Linked DNA regions of Mus musculus: region 1 is linked to region 2. A link is a contact called in public HiChIP or PLAC-seq data. All regions are on one chromosome and are shown on one strand. Each heading gives the region's core, a stretch centred on a gene start, on an enhancer-like site or on the middle of the called end of the contact. The rest is flanking DNA. Distances are from core to core; before and after follow the strand shown. Region 1 overlaps Cnot2 (CCR4-NOT transcription complex, subunit 2). Region 2 overlaps Myrfl (myelin regulatory factor-like).

What was found. HiChIP or PLAC-seq counts read pairs in DNA pulled down with a chosen protein or histone mark.
Region 1: a contact with region 2 is called in an H3K27ac HiChIP or PLAC-seq map of embryonic stem cells, with 3 times the contacts expected there. The contact joins two enhancer-like sites. A contact is called at or near these places in 7 of 484 Hi-C or Micro-C datasets (B cells, the C2C12 cell line, the HPC-7 cell line and 4 more), 8 of 115 datasets of contacts at active chromatin or transcription factors (the NIH/3T3 cell line, bone marrow-derived dendritic cells, double positive thymocytes and 2 more) and 1 of 9 other capture datasets (embryonic stem cells).

Annotation. Positions count from the first base shown.
Region 1 is chr10:116,512,019-116,514,718 of GRCm38.p6, forward strand. The region is part of intron 4 of Cnot2 (CCR4-NOT transcription complex, subunit 2); the gene reads right to left. The region is part of intron 2 of Gm31593 (a long non-coding RNA gene); the gene reads left to right. Among named protein-coding and RNA genes, the nearest start is that of Gm31593, 4.4 kb to the left of the region's middle. Within about 2 kb of position 1,368, at least 26 of the 459 cell types and tissues checked have an H3K27ac peak or open chromatin away from gene starts, as enhancers often do. A contact at or near this core is called in embryonic stem cells, where this site is marked.
Region 2 is chr10:116,807,110-116,809,809 of GRCm38.p6, forward strand. All of the region lies in intron 13 of Myrfl (myelin regulatory factor-like), which reads right to left. Among named protein-coding and RNA genes, the nearest start is that of 4930579P08Rik, 79 kb to the left of the region's middle. Within about 2 kb of position 1,337, at least 9 of the 459 cell types and tissues checked have an H3K27ac peak or open chromatin away from gene starts, as enhancers often do. A contact at or near this core is called in embryonic stem cells, where this site is marked.

The sequences.
Region 1 (2,700 bases), core at 118-2,617, 300 kb before region 2:
GGGGCATGCACAATACTTCGCAGGCTTGGGACTAGAAACAGTCTCCTGGAGACTATATCAATGCAATAATGACCATGATCTAAGTCGGGCCATAAATGGTGGAGGTAATGTTTCAAAGTCAAGTGGCTAGAGATGGCATGACAGGCGAGTCTGCCAAGCTGTATGAGAATGCAGGCAGATGACAGGGTAGATGAGCCTAGGAAACAAGGGGAAGAGAAATGGAAGAAGACTGATTACAGACCTACAGGAGAACATGCCTTCCGCAAATTAAGGATGTATCAGATGGGAAAATGGATAAAGCAAACTGCTTTCAAAACTCAAACCTAGAACAAAAAGCTATTGTGAACCAGACAATAGCAGACAAAAGAAGCTCTGCAGGACCAATTTTCATGGTGCACGCAGTGCCACACGTTTCCGTAAGCAAACTTTGTTCGCTCCCCCAACCTAAATGTCCAGTATAGATTATTAATTAGTACCCAGTCACATAAATCTCCAATCTTGTAAATATGGCAATTTTCTTTCCAAACGCTATATAACAAGCTGTGTAAACTGTATTTCCAAACTACCCAAATCCAACTGCTTCTCGGTCTCTAGCCCAATTCCCTGCTCCTGCTTGACTCTCACTCCTTCCCCATTCAGCCCGCTTTCTACAAAGCAAAGTGATGGTTAAAGAGGAAGTGGCATCAAAAACCTTTGCTATTCATGTACAACAGCAATCAGAACGTATTCAAATTACTCTTTTCTTTTACATTTATGCATTTCCTTTGTGTGTATGCAGAGGTCACAGGACAACGGTAGGACTGCTCTGTGCGTGAGCTCTAAGGTGGAGCTTGGGTCATCAGGCTGGCACCTTACATAGGGCCAGAACATGGGCCGGATTCTTCCTTTATTTTTTCATGTGTTAAGATGTTTTGCCTGTTCATGTCTGTTTATGACGCGTGTAAATAGAAGTTCTTGAGGAAGCCAGAGACAATGTTATATCCTCTGGCCCCTCAGTCACTGATGGTTGTAATCTGCCATGTGGGTGCAGGGAACAGATCCTGGAGGGCTCTGAAAGAGCAGCCAAGTGATCTTAATCTCTGAGCCATCTCTCCAGCCCAGTCTGAATTCTTTAGCAGATGTTTACAAGGCTTCCTATGATCTGAGATATCCCTTGGATAATTCACTGATGTCCTCTCGTTCATTACATGGACTTGTTGACTGCTCCTTTGTCAGGAAGTGACTTACTAGAGCGCCCTAGCTTTCCTATACTCAAAAGGCTCAGTCACGACCACTCATTCCGGGAACTATCATTCTATTCTCAGTACTCACGTTCCACACTAACTCTTAATTCCTAAGACAGAGAGGCTTTTTGCTGATTCACGTAACCCTGACCTCCTCACACATCTCATGAGCCTGACTGGGAGGCTTTGTCCTACTTGTTACAAGAACTGCAGGGTTTCCTCGGTTGTGTTTATTGTCTCCGCCCATTACAAGTCAGCACTGAGAAAAACAGGAACTTCATTACTTGTTATACTATTGATTGGGTCTTGGTACAGAACGTTATTCAGGGCAGCCCTCATCAATAATACATGATGAGTGCATAAATGTCACAACACCTTCAGTAGCTTCTTGGGATCTGCAGAGGCAACACTATCACTAGGATCATGACTTCAGCTCTTGGGTTTCACACACTGTGTTAGATTCAGAGCACTACTCTTACAAAGGAACTTAATCCTGGCTCCATCACTTGCCATCTACAAGACCTTACAAGTTCCTTAACATTTCATGGAGTTGTGAAGATTAACACACAGTAAATACTGGAATACCAGCTTCCCCCTCATTTTTAATGTGCACATGACAGTTGAAGGACCCAACAAATGATCTTAATGTCAAAGAAAAATGAGGCAGTTTAATTAACTGAGTTTCCACAGAAAGTTTATACAGGAAAGCTTAATGATCTCTTTGATCTCTAATCCACATGAAAGGAAAGATTATACTTTACTAATAGCTGAAACTAATTGATAACCAGAAAGTTCCTCATTCCCTAAATTGTTTCATCATTAAACTATCTAAGGGCATATACCAACAGTATGTTCGAGAAACTTATCTTCTTCATTATATAACAGCAAATATCTACTAAGTGCTTCTCATAAACAAAGTCCTAATGGCACAAAGACAATCAAGACACACAATAAAAAACAGCAGTGTGTTTACTAGATAGTAAGCTCACAGCATCAAGGAGAATGGTCCTATCCACATACATCTCTCCAGTGCATACAACAAGCACGCCAGACTCAATTCCTAAAGCAACTAGAAGTTACTTTGCCTGGGCATCCCAACGTCAGGATCTTCACTTTTAAATCGTGTCAGTTATGCTCTCTTGCTCTACAAAGTCAATTGCAATCTCAGATGTCTATCAGTTAGAACTAGGTACTATACCACCACACACGAGTCAGGACTCTAAATCCTAGGAAGACTTATTTCTGTTTCCAAGTAGCCTGGGGCCTTTGAGAATCCAGACACAAATGTCTATGGTTCATCGAGACAGCTGGTTAACTAACTGCCTACATATAAGACACACACTAGGAGACACTAGATAAACTTTTCCTTATCCCACTTCCAAGATTGTAAATACTTAGCCGAGTAAGAAAAGACTATTCCAACTATACAGCTACTTCATTTCAATGCAATGAAGATCTAGGAGAAATGGATTCCTGG
Region 2 (2,700 bases), core at 87-2,586:
AAATAAAGAAAGGAATGAACCTTTCGCTTCCTCAACTGTACGTCAACTATATATCTGGTGAGGAAATGTTCTTCGTTTTAATAGAATGCCAGTGACCAAAGAAAGAATGACAGAATATCATTGTTTGCTAACCCCACCAAATGATGGAACGTAATAGAAAATTTTTTAATTGTTTCTTAATGGCTGCCCAAACTATATGGACATCTGTATGCCTTTCGTGTTAAATTTACATAAAAACAAAACAAAACAAAAACATTTGTGAAATTTCAGCCCCGACTATCGTAAAATTTACCATAATTGGTAATTTTTTCTACATGGTAATGGTATGGTAGTTCCATTTTTAAGAAGTGGTCCTTCCCCTTCAAAAAGATATCAGGCTGGGAAGATAGCTCGTCAGGTAAAGCCTTGATTGTGCAAGCACAAAGATGTAAGTTAGGGACCCAGAACCTAAGGGGAGAGAAAGTCATGCAGGCACGGTAATACTCTAGCTCTAGGGAGACAGAGACGGGCAACCCCTAGGACTCTTTGTCAGACACTCACTCTACAGCAAGCAGCAATCCAATGAGAGACCCTGTTTCAAAAAAACAAGGTTGATGGCGTCTGTCTCTAAGGAATGATAGCCAAGACTGACCTATGACTTACACACACACACACACACACACACACACACACACACAGATAGACAGACATATATAGATATAAAGTATCTATAATAAAATGACATAACTCTGAAACTCAGTTTAAGTAATTGAGTTGAAGAAAGATAAGCATTTGTAGCAGGTTGGAACTGGAATCTTAGATGCTCTCTGTAGGCGGACTTGTAGCCAACCCCTGAACTGAGCACAGGGTCCTCCTCAATGGAGGAGTTAGAGAATGGACCGAAGTAGCTGAAGGGGTTTGCAACCCCATAGGAAGAATAACATCAACCAACCAGAATTCCTAGATATCCTAGGGACTAAGCCACCGACCAAGGAATTCACATAGAGGGACCCATGGCTCCAGCCGCATATGTAGCAGAGGGTGGCCTTGTCAGGCATCAGTGAGAGAAGAGGCCTTAGTCCTGTGACAGCTTGATGGAATGCGAGGGCGGGGAGGTGGGGAGTGAGTGGGTGGGTGGGTGAGGAACAGACTCATAGAAGCAGGGGGAAGGACATAGGATAGGGTCTTTTGTGTGTGTGTGTGAGAGAGGGGGTGTTTTCTTTTTTACATTTCAAATGTTATCCCGGAAAAGCGGATATTGCAGTGCTATATTGAAACGTTGTCACCCTTGGGCTGTGCACAGAGCTTTCAGAAGTGGGTCACTGGGGATGAGCCTTTGAGGGGTGTAGCCCAGGCTAGCTGCAGTCTGAGTCCTCATCTCCCGCTGCCTCATATTCTTGCCGCCATGAGCTACTCCACCACCAGGTACTAAACCTGAGTCACAATAAATGCTTCCTCCCTTAAGTAAATTCCGTCAGGTGTTACAGGAGTGAGAAAAAATAATTAATATACTCTGGACTCTGAGGAAGATGGGTGTGGGTTTCATTTCTGTGGTGGTTTGAATGAAAAATGCACCCCACGGGCTCACAGGGAGTGGTACTATCAGGAGGTGTGGCTTTGTTGGAGTGGGTGTGGTCTATTGGAGGAAGTATGTCATTGTGGGTGGGCTTTGACTTTTTTTTTTTTTAGAAGCTCAAGACACGCCCAGTGGCTCATTCTCTCTTCCTACCGCCTTTAGATTCAGATGTAGAAGTCTCAGATACCTCTCCAGCACCCTATCTGCCTGCATGCCGCCATGATGATAATGGACTGAACCTCTGAACCTGTAAGCCAGCCCCAAGTCGAATGTGGTCCTTTCTGAGACTTGCCTTGGTCATGGTGTCTGTTCCCAGCAGTAAAACCCTAATTAAGACAATTACTATTTTAATTTTATGTACATTAAAACTATTTTGGAGCACTGGAGAGAGGGCTTAGTGGCGAGAAGTGCACACAGCTCCTACAAAGGATGGGAGTTTGAGTCCTGGCAGCCACGTGGTCCCTCGAAGTTGCCTGTAACTCTAGTACCAGAGGGAATCTGATGCCTCTGACTTCTGGCCTTCTCGGGCCACTGCACTCACATGCACAGCACCAAAATAACAGTGATGGTGATGATGGTGATGGTGATGGTGATGATGATATGGGGGAGGAGGAGAGATTCATTAAAAAATTTTTTTTCTTTAAAAATTAAAAGATCTTCTGACAGAAACTGCTTTAAGGTTTCTAATGACGGTTCAGGCTTTCCTTTTGTTTAATAAAACTAAGGCAGGAGTTAATGAAGATAAGAATAGCATTCCGTGATTCCAAGACATCGTGGGTGTCATATTGCTACTCACTAAGCTTAGATTACAGGGGACGTTAAGCCACAACAAGGGGAATGTTTACAGCGGGTCACGTGGTCAGTAGATAACCAATTCAGCCGCCCAGATCCCGTTGCCCTTCATCCTCTCTGGCCTCTTCCCCCTCCACTCACACACGGGCAATCTACTCTCCTACAGCTCCCAAGCCCAGCCCACCCCACCCCTTTTCTCCACCATGTCCTGCCCTGCACACCCGCTCCTTTCTCTGCTTCTTTTTAGAGAAGGTTTTCCTCAACACAGTGTGACTTAGCTCTAACCCAAGCAGTGAAGAATGGTGAGGTCCTCTCCTAACTACTAATCAACTCTTCCCGCCATGCCTCCCCCA